Regions from separate parts of the Rattus norvegicus genome. Here region 2 is linked to region 1. The links are chromatin contacts, called in public Hi-C maps. All regions are on one chromosome and are shown on one strand. Each heading gives the region's core, a stretch centred on a gene start, on an enhancer-like site or on the middle of the called end of the contact. The rest is flanking DNA. Distances are from core to core; before and after follow the strand shown.

The links. Hi-C and Micro-C count contacts between places; a contact is called where the count stands out from the background.
Region 2: a Hi-C map of psoas muscle shows a contact between it and region 1, with 1.7 times the contacts expected there. The contact joins the enhancer-like site here to the promoter of Tshz2 in region 1. A contact is called at or near these places in 2 of 12 Hi-C or Micro-C datasets (mammary epithelial cells and psoas muscle).

The regions. Positions count from the first base shown.
Region 1 is chr3:178,819,759-178,825,816 of GRCr8, forward strand. Tshz2 (teashirt zinc finger homeobox 2) reads left to right here and starts at 4,463. Exons shown (of 2, transcript NM_001399744.1): 1 at 4,463-5,474. The coding sequence starts at 5,435. It overlaps LOC103691977 (a long non-coding RNA gene), which reads right to left and starts at 5,365. Exons shown (of 4, transcript XR_591875.4): 1 at 5,227-5,365.
Region 2 is chr3:178,875,592-178,881,530 of GRCr8, forward strand. All of the region lies in intron 1 of Tshz2 (teashirt zinc finger homeobox 2), which reads left to right. Among named protein-coding and RNA genes, the nearest start is that of Tshz2, 54 kb to the left of the region's middle. Within about 2 kb of position 1,995, at least 4 of the 93 cell types and tissues checked have an H3K27ac peak or open chromatin away from gene starts, as enhancers often do.

The DNA.
Region 1 (6,058 bases), core at 3,213-5,712:
TAACCAATACACTTTGCCTCCACCTGAACTATAAATCCTATTCCTTGTTCCTTAAATACGTGATTATTTTTTTAGACTTCACTAAGCACGCACTGAGGTAACTGCTGCAGTGTCTTCCAACGGCACCGAACGCAATTCCCCCATTAAGTTCAGCAAATCAAACTGCTCTGTGAAAGCTTGGCTAAACAGGCTGTTGCTCCCTGAGCTTCCCAGGATGAATTCTGCAGCCTCGGGGTTAAGAATGAAGTTATTCGGGTGGGCACATGGCTCTACAGGTAAGGTTCTTGTTATGAAGTAGAAAGGCAGGGGTCTTAACCAAACAGAAGGCAGGGACATGCCAGGCGGGTGTAACACCCATCTGCCGTTCTTCTCAGAAGGTAGAGGCAGGGCATCGTAGAGGAGGCTGACTGGCTAGCCTAACCCATGTCGGCAAGCTCTGCGCAGCACACATCGAGAGAGCCTGCCTAAGTGAATGAGGTGGAGAGCTGCCAGGCAGGACCCCCATGTCACATGCACCCACACACGCGTCAACGTGCACGGACTCGCACGCACACCAGATATAGACACACGAGAAACAATAAAAGATTAGATGTCATCAGGTGTCAGGTCCAGGAGGAACAGTGTTATACCGCAACTTACTATAAACGAAGGAGGTTGGAAAGGGAACGTGTTTCTCCTGGCGTGATACAGAATTATTCGGTGCTAAGACCACACGGCTCGGGGCCATCTGAGTTCTCTGGCTTTCTGCTCCACACTGGTAGACTAATCAGAGAACTCTATTAGTACCGGTTGGAGGGGAAATACAGCTCGGTAAGAGAACATTCCAGAAGCAAGGCAAGAAGATATGCTAGAAACTTGTAGGACGTACAGATAGCGAATGGAGTAACGGAGAGTCTGTGCTGATAAAACCACTGAAGGTTGTAAAGCAGCAGAGGTGTCTGAGGTAAGAACTAACCTGGGAGCAAGGCTGTGGGCCAGAGTCCCCAACTTATTTGTCCCAATACCCAGTCCCCCAAATAAGTTCCCTTTTCTGTCGTCCTCTGGTATCCTAGATTTTTTTGGAGGTGTGTCCCTATGTATACACCTTTCCAGTTTGCTCTCTGTCGTGATGAGTACCATGACCAAAAACAACTTGGGAGGGAAAGGTTTATTTCAGCTTGCGGCTTACAGTCCATCACTGAGAGATGCCATGGAAGGGCTCCGGGACAGAAACTGAAGCAGAGACCACAGGAGACCACAGGGAAACCCTTACTTGCTTGTTCAGCAGTTGCCTTTCTAACACAGCTTAGGCTTTCATGCCTAGGGAATGGTGCCGCCCATGGTGGGCTGGGCCCTCCAACCTCAGTTAGCAATTCTGAAGATAAGGCCACCAGCCAGTGTGATCCGAGCAATTCTCAACTGAGGTTCTCTTATCCCAGATGACACCATATTTGTGTCAGGTTGACAGCCAAGGCTAACTAGAACAACATCCTACCATCTACTGGTTTTCTTAGGACAATACCTTGTATCCCTTATGCACACTACAGAAGTTTCTCAGATGCTGCCTTGAGCATAATATGACTCCCCAAGGCAACAGGTTTCCAGAGAAGATGGCAAATTCATGGTGAGCCCTTACGACTCACCCCTTCTCCTAAGTCTGTGTTTCCTGGTCCTGTGATCACGGTACTGTACTCTACCGTGGATGTGCAAGTTCAGAGCTTTCCAAATGTATTCTGAGAAACCATGGTTAAGACCTCTTTGCTAACATTGCCAACTGTAATAATACACAATTGTTCTGCCTCAGCTGCCAAAGAGCTAGGCTGTGATAAGGGGTGGGAGCTGTCTGGGTGGTTTAGACCAGGTGATGTAATTACGTGTACTACCCGTGTGGGACGGAGACTCATTCGGGGCTGTTGAAAATGACTAACTAGCACTTTGGGAGCAGTGACAATAACAGCGCTTTGCGGCCGATGGGTAGGGTCCGGTGAGCTACATTTCCTGTGGCCCAAAAGTACTGCTGCGAAAGACTGTATTGAACTAGTCACAGCTGACATTTAATCACCCGTGAGGAGGAGTCAGGTGGCAAGAGGTAAGGGGCAATGTGGGAGGCATCTGAGGTTTCATTGGTCAGGCCTCATTACCAGGGGATACATCGTGGGGAGGAACAAAGAGACAGAAGAGAGTCCATCATGGTGCCACAGGAGCAACATCACCCCTGGTGCCATTCAGTTATATCTAAGCATGCTTTGGTCTTAAAGTCAGCAGCATTAACTTTGTCTGACTCCTGAAAATGGAGGGGGATGAGGAGGAAGAAGAGAAGGGGGAGGGGGAGGGGGAGGGGAAGGGGGAGGAGGAGAAGGAGGAAGAAGAAGAAGAAGGGGAGGAGGAAGAGGAGGAAGAAGAGGAGGAGGAGGAAGAGGAAGAGGAAGAAGAAGAAGGAGAAGGAGGAGGAGGAGGTGGAGGAGGAGGAGAAGAAGAAGAAGAAGAAGAAGAAGAAGAAGAAGAAGAAGAAGAAGAAGAAGAAGAAGAAGAAGAAGAAGAAGAAGAAGAAGAATGTATGTATGTATGTATGTATGTATGTATGTAAGTATGTTCTGGGAAGTTCTCAGACTATAGTGAGCAGGCGGGTTTGCATGAAATACTGGAGTCTGTGTGTTCAATGTAACTCCAGAACCAGGCCCATATCCAGCAATCCAGAAGGCTCACTCCCATCTAGAAAGTCCAAGGTGGCAGTCTCCAAGCAGGGAACATTTTGGCTCCAGAGGATATTGGGCAATGTCTGTGAAACATTCTGTCATCAGAGCAGAGGGGAGGATTCTGGCATCTAGAGGCCTGGATGTTGCCAAGCAAGCATCCTACACTGTGATGGACCATACTCATCTCCAGCAAGCAATGTGTGGCCCAAAATGTTAAGAGATCTAGGGCTGCAAAACCTGCTTTAGAGAACAAAGGTGAGTACATCCTTTGTGGGGTTGGGAGGACTAAGAAGCAGGAACTTCTAATGTTATGCCAAGGGCAGCTATATCAAGAGTCCCCTATTTACCCACTTGCTCCTACTCCAAGATTAGAACCTACCTATCTGTGACTTGCCCCAGGCAGCCCTACTTGGTAAACATCCTTCCTTCTTCAAACTCCAGATTCATGACAGACTTGTGGCCCAGGCCTATCATCCCAACTACTCAGGAGCCTGGGACCAGAAGATCCCAAGTTCAAGACCTCTGTCAGAATGAGCTCAAGGCCAGCCTGAATAACTTAACGAAAACTGTGTCTCAACATTTAAAATAAAAAATTGAAAAGAGGATCAGAAATAGAGTTCAGTAATAGACTGCCTGTTTGGCAGGTATGGTGCCCTAAGTACAATGCCCAGTACCAGATTCATTCCGACCCTAGATCTGCCTCCTTCTGCTGCCTTCCACTTGCCATTGGCTTTCTACCCCACTGGAAGGAAAGTTCCTTCAGGACAGGGTCATCCTATTCACCCATGGCCATGCAACGTGTTGAAATGGACTCCTCTTTCAGTCCCAGCCCAACGCTCAGTTTGAACCAATCCAGGCCACTCTAAAGTTATACTCCCAGCATGCCCTGCTTCCTAGTCCCAGCATGCCCTGCTTCCTTTTCATTTATTGCACTATTGAGGGTGAAGCTGTTTTCTGTTTTGGCACCACTGGGAGATAGAGTAAGATAAAAGAGGACACATTTCCCTAAGAACTTATATTCTAGTGAGATTGGAGGTAATTATCCAAGGAAAAAGCTATGCACAGCACCCACCTTTCCAAGCCCAGTGGAGAGATAACATAGAGAAATGTGTACATCAAATTTTCAGCAAGGCAGACCTCTGGGAAGTGACTGGACACCACCAGGGGGCAAGTTGTTTCAGATGCTGTTCCCCTCACCCACAATCCGGATTTACCCATTCGCTGTCACTGCTGTGACTGCAAAACAGGTACACAGTAGGTGCTCAGTGAATGTCAGTATTGAAAGGAAACAGAATGAAGGTTATGTAATTAGTCTGCCCAGGAAGCAGATGTTTAAAAAAAAATCCAATAGTCCAAGAAAGTGGAAGGACAGCAACTTGAACTTCCAGAGTTGGGAGGAGGCTATGTGCTGAGGAACAGGTTGAGACTGGATATAGTCCCATTCCCCTAGTCTGTCCCCCAGGAAATGTAGGATGTCTCCTTCTGATCGCCAACTCTAATTCTTGTCTCCAACTCTGCCAGAGCCCCGCCCCCTTCCTTCCCACTCCCCCCTTTTCTTCCTCCTGGAGGGGCATCTAGACAGGAGGACACTCCACTGCCCCAGTGAGGAGGAGGTGGGTGCCTCCTGGGCTGCAGACCAGCAGGCAGGGTCCCCTTTCCCCAGCTCCTCTCCCAGTCGGGACACTGTCCCTTTAATAGACTCCCTCTGCCTGGCGCTCTGCGGCTGGGGAGTAAATTTCTCCCTGTCATCAGGTCGCCGGGAGAAGAGGAGGAGTTTGTTAATGTTCAGTTTGTTCAGCCGGGATCGATGTTTGCTGGCATCGCCTCGCCCTGTCTTGTGTGTGTGTGAGTGTGTGTGTGTGTGTGTGTGTGTGTGTGTGTGTGTAAGGGAGAGCATATGTGGGGGTGTGAGTGTGTGTGTGTGTGTGTGTAAGAGAGAGTGCTTGTGTGTGTGAGAGAGAGCGTGATTGTGTGTGTGTGTGTGTGTGTGTGTGTGTGTGTGTGTGTGTGTGTGAGTGAATTCCAGATTTTCTGTCTTTCCCAAACCCGCTCCTGTCCTCTCGCATATCACTCACAGACGGGGATCTGACAGCAACAACAAACCCACAGTGAGTGATCTCTCCCCAGCGCGAATCCAGCGAATCCGCCATCAAGATCAGGGAAGAGGAGGAGGAGGAAGAAGAGGAAGAGGAGGAGGAAGAGGAGGAGGAGGAGAAGGAGGAGAAGAAGGAGGTGGTGAAAGAAGAGGAGGTGGAGGAAGAGGAGGAGGAGGAGGAGGGAAAGAGAAGGAAGAAGAAAAAGAAGAAATCCACTGTCTTCCCAGGATTGTTTTCCCCCTTATCTTTAAGCGCGAGTGTGCGCGTGGTGCGTGTGCGTCCCTCATCCCTGCCATCTGAACCCCGTCTTGGATGTTTAATAAAGAAATCAAGTGTCTCACCAGTCACCAAAAAAAACAGCAAAAAGCAAAACCAAAAAAAGAAAAAAAAAATCCAAAAGCAAAACAAAAAGAGAGGGGGAAAAAGACCAAACAAACAAACAAGGCAGAACCAACCTCCACTTGCAAGCAGCCGGCGCCAGCCGCATATCTGCCACCCAGAGAGGGGGTCTCCGGCCCCGCGCTGGAGCTCTGGCAGGGGGATCGTCAGGGGGACAGAGGCCGAGTGACGTCCTAGGAGCCACAGAAAGACGAGTGAGACTGCGGCCCCCGCGCGCGGCTCAGGGCTGGGGCGCCAGAAGTGAGACTGGAGCTAAGTAGAGCGATGCCAAGGAGGAAACAGCAGGCACCCAAGCGGGCGGCAGGTAAGAGATGGCTCCGCTCCGGGTGCCCGGCTCCCGATCCCGGCGCACCGCGGCTGGCCCGCCCGCCCTCCTGGCCCAGGGCTGGCGGGGACGCCACCCCCTGGCGCTTTCAAAAGGGTTAGCGTACGGGTGCCCTCTTCATCACCCCACGCTGATCTCCCCAATCCTTCCCTCTCCAGGCTCCCTCTGGGTGGTGGCGGGGAAGCTATCCCACCAAACCTTCCTGGTTTAAACTTTTCCTCCCTCCACCCTCTACCCCACCCCTAACTTTTTCTCCCAGTCTGGCTTCTTGCCTCTGGAACCAAAGTCGGATTATGGATTTGGGGTGCAGGGGGAGGGAGATAGCCCCCTCTCTTGTCCCTCTGAGAGGTCAGTGCAGGCAGCTTCTGGCCTCCAGGGACAGTGTCTCCAGTCACTGGGTCTCAGGGCTGGCAAGTGTGAGGCATGGCCAAGCCTGGGGCTGCAGGTTTTGGAGCTGGGAGCCATGAGGGTGTAGCTTTGGTGGTCAAAGTGCAAAAGGCACCCTCGGAAATGAGTGGGGCTTTGGATGTGTTTTCTAAAAGGATTCACCGTTTCTAGAAATC
Region 2 (5,939 bases), core at 745-3,244, 53 kb after region 1:
ACACAGTTACCAAGTTTCTCACACAGGTGCAGGGCCAGCCCGGAAAACAATGGAAAACAATACCTCATTCTTCTGTGTGGTAAAGGGAAATATATACTCTGTATGGTGTAAAAAGGACCTTAAAAACCACCTCCACATGACATCCTTGTTGTCTTTGGATCGTGACATTTCAGTGACTGTAAATATTTCATTGGGTGACTAGAACAGCACTGACTTAGCCCAGTTCCTGGATGTATTTGTGCTCCATTGAAATTTTTGCCTTGCTTTGTTTCTGTCTTCTGGTTCTAAATAGCAGGGAGAGGAGAATCTTTGTATCCTATACCTGCTGTACACATCCCCAGTCTCCGCAGGGTGGTTCCCTGCTATCGAATGTCTATGGAGTTTGTCTGTCTTTTACTGTTTGTTGCCGAACCTCCCACAAGTGATAATTTATTGAGTATCGCATAAAGGGCTTGCTTTCTGGGATTTAATATTCGCTGGCTTTGAAGGCGCCATCGCAGCCTGTCATGTCTGGGGCTTGGAGGTCCCCTCTGATGTAAATCAAAACATTTGAGTTAACAACATGAGGCCTTGTCAGTCACTCACAAATTATAGGCACCTCCTCTGTCTTTGTCAATAACAAAAAAGAGAGAGAGAAAAAATTACCCCCAAATGGCATAAAAAATTAGGAATCAGACAAGGAGTCACGAAAAGAAGACATGTGTCATGGCCGAGAGAGAGTCTCAGATCTGAGAGGCAGTGCAGTCCCTGAACTTGAGCTGTTTGGAGAAAGGGCTTGTGGCATCACCCGTCTCCCTGCTAGGTGCCAGGGCAGCCACACTGAGGGTAGGCACAGGGAAGACGTTCAACTATCCCTATGAGAAAGGACCCTCAGCTCTGCCGTGGGAAGCATGGCCGTCATCGACGGTAGCAGGAAGGAATCGCATTGTCTGATTCCTCTTTGTCTCTTCAAAACAGTTCCAGTGGGTTCTGCACATGCCAAGAGAGTTTGCGTAGGGGACACATTAGTCCAAAGAAGGAAGACTTCAAACAGAGCACACACACGGTCTTCATTCTGGGTGGGTCTCCACTGCAGAAAGTCAAGTAGGTTATGGAAGCCACAGCTAATAATAAAAGAAAAAGAGAAAAGAAAAAGAAAAAAATATACAATCTCTTCTCTTAGAGAGAAGAATCTAGTCATGTGCCTGATACACACAGAACTTAACTCTTGCTGGTACTGTGCATTCCTTCTTTCCTGCTGTAGACTATGCTTCCTACCACAGAAGGGAAATATCCCCCACGGGCTGAAGTCCAACAGCCGTCAGACTGTGAACACGGTACCGTGCGTCTCTATTTAACATTAGAGCCGATAGCTTTTTGACAGGTTTATTGCTGATGAGTTCAATGACCACTCATGCAGGACAATTATGTTTGAGCTAATTTGATGAATCAACTCGATGTTCTCCCATGGTCCCCGCAGCCCTTTGGAGCGTGTGTGCCCAATCCACTCCCCACCCAGAGGTCAAAAGGAAGCTTTGTATGTTGGGTAATAGCATCACATCTGAGGGGCTGTCTGGTAAAAAAAATGATCTTGCCTGGTGCCAAGAATGGGAAGGACCATTTGGTAATATCATTAAAGCCATCTGCCAGGCCCCTGTCAGTTGTGACATAGGATTCCAGAGGCCGGCAAGTGTCCTGTGAGCCCTTGAATAATTTTGTGGTGAGGCAAGCACAGAGTTCATCCTGCAAGCATTTAGGGGGTGTTGGACCCTGGGGAGAGATTATGTCTCATTGCTGGATTGAGTTTGAACTGGATTTTTGAGAACAGACAAGGAGGCGTAAAGATTTCCTGAGAGTCTCTTTCCCCTCCTTCTTTGTAGCTTTTTCCAGCTCCCTGCCTTCCAGGAGACTCCCAGCATAGCAGTTGAAAGCAGAGATGTGGGAGCAGTAAAAACACCCAGGGACAAAACTCACCCTTACCTTGCCTTGTCATTGTGCCATGTGGGACCGATCAGTTATGATTCTAGAACTTTCCCCATTCTGCGCGAAACACAGATAACAATGGTCCATGCTTCACCAAGTCACGCTGGAACCAATTACAGCCATACACCCCACCGATATGCTTTTCTTGAGGGTAGCCCATGTGCGTGATGGTGGCCCTGTAAGGTTACAGAAAAACCAGACTCTACCCACAGCCCATGGTCTTGTCACCATTGTAACCCTGTGGGGAATTCCTCCTGTGTGTTTGGCTCTGTTAAGAAAAAGAAACCTACTGAACAGGTGCCAGCAAGGTTGCTCAGTGGCTCTGGCGTTTGCTGTCAAGTCTGATGGCTAAGTTAGAGCCCCAGGAGCTACACGGAGAGTAAAGGAAGGAGTTCACTCCTGAAAGAAAGTTGTCGTCTAACCTCCACATGTGCCTCCTCTCTCTCTCTCTCTCTCTCTCTCTCTCTCTCTCTCTCTCTCACGCACGCACGCACGCACGCACGCACGCACACACACACACACACAGAGAGAGAGAGAGAGAGAGAGAGAGAGAGAGAGAGAGAGAGAGAGAGAGAGAGAGAGTGTGTGTGTTTCAGTACTTGGGAAAGTATGATAGGAGGACACCGTGAGTTTCAGGTCAACCTGAACTACATAGTAAGTTCCTGGCCAGCCTGGAGTCCAGAGCGAGATTCCGCCTTGGCAATAAGGAAGGAAGTCACTGAGTGAGTGACTGGGCTGTACGATGACACTGGGGTGACAGTATACAGTTACTGTGCTGTGGCTTGACTGTTTGCTCTGTAATCTCTGTGCTTTGAAGACAAAGTTGACTGTCAGCAGACGTCCGTGTTATGCCAGCATGAGCCTCACAGGCCTGGGAAATACTGCATCCCTGGCTTGAGCCACACCACCCAGGCTCCTCAAAGTGCCAGCTTCAAGGTCTGCAGTAAGAAGTAGACCAACTAAGACATGCTTTCCAGAACCTTTCTCCATCTTGACAATTCAGGGCAGGGCAGGACGGTGGTGCATACAAGAGAATGCAAACCCAGCCTCAGATTCAAATTTCCAAACATCAAAATTTTCTGGCCTGCTGTAGACAACTGAACATGGGCGACTTCCCCTTGCCAGAATTGGCGAACACAGAATTAATTCAAACACATAGTGTAAAAAATGCTATTTTTTTTAAATAAAGGTGATTGACAGCTGGTATGTTTTCCCCCAAAATCGTTGGAAAAGAAAAAAAAACCCAAAAAGCTATGATACCATCAGATAGTAAACCCAATTTCTGATGTTGAAGATGATCCTTTTTTTAAAAAAAAATAGCTGAGAGTTACAGGTAGAGCAAGCTACAAGTAGGTGGCTTACAGAACCGTAAACCAGAGTTTCTTGAAGTTTTTACTCAGTGAGTATTGTTATGGAAGCCTCCTTGGGCATCGAGTGAAGGTGTGAGGTGAAGTAGTGTTATCACCCCCTACAGGGTGAGCAAGTCACGTGATTGTGCCTGGGCCTCCGCACTGGTCCGTTGGGTTGATGACCTGGGATTGTACAGACTTAAGAGCCAGGGTTGGGCCTAGCTCTTCCCCCACCCCATCTCATTGTCATCCGTCCATCCTCACAATAAGAAGGGCAAGGCTCACAGACCGAGATTAGCAGGAGAGCCTTGCACGGAGGGAGAGTCAGATGATAGTCTCAATACACGGTTCTTGGACGGATGGAATGACCCAATGAGTAATTAACTAGGCTGAGCTTGATTTCCTGTGATAATAAACCATTCGGTAGCAAACCACCAAGAGGGAGGCAGTAGACAGTCACGGTAGGAACTCGGGCCGTGAAGTGGCCAGGGTGTTGATCATGGCTAAGAAGCACCAGCCACTTCGCCTCGGACTAAGGATTGAATGACTCCAAGGCTGTTTCTTCGCTTGTGAGTTGAGTGTACTAGAAGGCATGCTGGAGTGTTGTAAGCAGGTAACGGGTTGGTAACATATTCTTTTCAATAACTTTTGCAAAATATAATGCCTGATAGAGGTCAAAAACATGTCACCAAACACTGCCCTGGATTGCTCAGTGCCAATGACAAAGAACACAGGTAGGCAAAGTCCTTCCCCTCATGAAGTGAGTTGTATAGGCAACAGCCACATGCAATCAATAATTTTAGATGCGGTAGATTTCCTGCTAATAAAAGAGAACGAGGTGATGTGTGAAATCTGATTGTTTTGTTGAAGTTTGTCACAGAAGATCCCTCTGAGGAAGGGACATGGAACATTGTCTCCAAATAGAAGGGAACGAAGGCCTGAGGGTCTAACACTCTTGGGCTAAGGAGGGGGGCAAGTCCAAAGGCCCTGCTGTTCAAATGTCCTTTTCGGTACTCTTGGCACATTGCCTAGACAGGGAGCAGTACATATTGGAGTCTGTAGTCCTCAGAAGTCTGTTGCTGTAGGAGCTCAGAGCTGAATGCCTGGACTGGGTTCTAAGTGTGTCGAGAAGTCGCCGACAGGTATGTCACAGCTCTGGGATCAATGGAGCCTGAGTTCCCTTTCAAGAGTGATTGCTGCAGCAGTTGGGAGGGTTACAGTGGCAGCCATGAAGAGGCAGGGAGATGAGGTGGGAGGTTCTTGGGTGGTGAGGAGTCCTACAAAGGAAATGGATGTGGACAGGGAAACCCAAGGATCTGAGACAAGACAGCACAGTCCACAGCCTGTGGGTTAGAAAGAGAGAGGGAGAGGGAGCTGCTGACTTCTGTCCCCTAAAGCTCAGCCCAACCCTGAGGCCTCAGCTGCATCTCTGTCCCTAGCTTCCCTCTGTGGTTTGCCCCTGGGCCCCCATCTCCATAGTGATGAGTTTTTCATTCCCCCACAGGACCCAGCTCCTGGGAGACAGAATATCAGCTGTGGATCTTGACGAAAGGGTCCTCAGCAGAGAGAGCTCTCAAGAATGGCTTTATTTCAGTTCAATATTTACCGGAGACCCACTCAGGGTCATATGAAATTTTTCAGAGAACGTCCTATTAAAACTCCAGAGCAAATAGAACGAAAGTCGAGCCTAAGAGATAAGACAAGGTGTAGATGAATCAGGGTGTTAACTGAGATGTGATTTTCCGCTAAGAATATAGCAGGGGCCGGGTTACACCAACATAACTCAGCCTATGCCATTGATTTGCTCTCTGATTGGGTGTGGGGCAGTAAGGCGGGGCTTCAACCTTCTTTCCCAGGGCTCACAGATGAATGGAAAACTAAGAAGTCAAGCAATGCCTACAGGCTTCGTTCGTATCATGGAAATACCTATTTATAGACCAGCAAAGTGGAGCTGCCTGGCAGGCCGGAGCAATGTAAATACTACAAAAGTAAGAACCAAGGGAGAACCATTAGCCTCAGGTAGTTCACTTCTGGGAGGCAGAGGCAGGAGGATTGCCATAAGTTTCAGGCCAGCCAGGGATACCTAGGAAGACTTATTTGCAAAGATCGAAAAATTAAAAGCACCAAGTGGATACTTCTGAATGTGGGGTTTACACACATCTATCAAGGGACCAGTGGTTAGCACAGTGCAGTGGGGTTAGTTACTACACTGCACAGTGTTTGACTTACACAGAAATATAAATGTTGGTCTTTGGGCATCTCTGAAGTGATCCTCCAAGCCACACTCTCCAGCCAGATTCTCCTCCAGCTGAGTGAAGAATTTCACTTCAGTGCCCGGAACCCTTGCAAAAGCTTGTGTCATGGGGAACACCTCACCTGTCGTGAGGGACTGCTGGAAGGGGAGACAAGTGGGTTCCTGGGGCTCCTTAGCCAGCCAGTCCCTCTGAACAAGCCAGATCCAGATACCAGTGAGAGACTCCATCTCAAAAACAAACAAACGAACAAACAACAAAACTCAGTGTGGACAGAAGCTGAGAACTGATGCCTGACACTAACTCCTGGCATCACACGCTTGTTCATACATGGGCACGCACACTCACAGGTACATGTACAGAGGCACACACAACA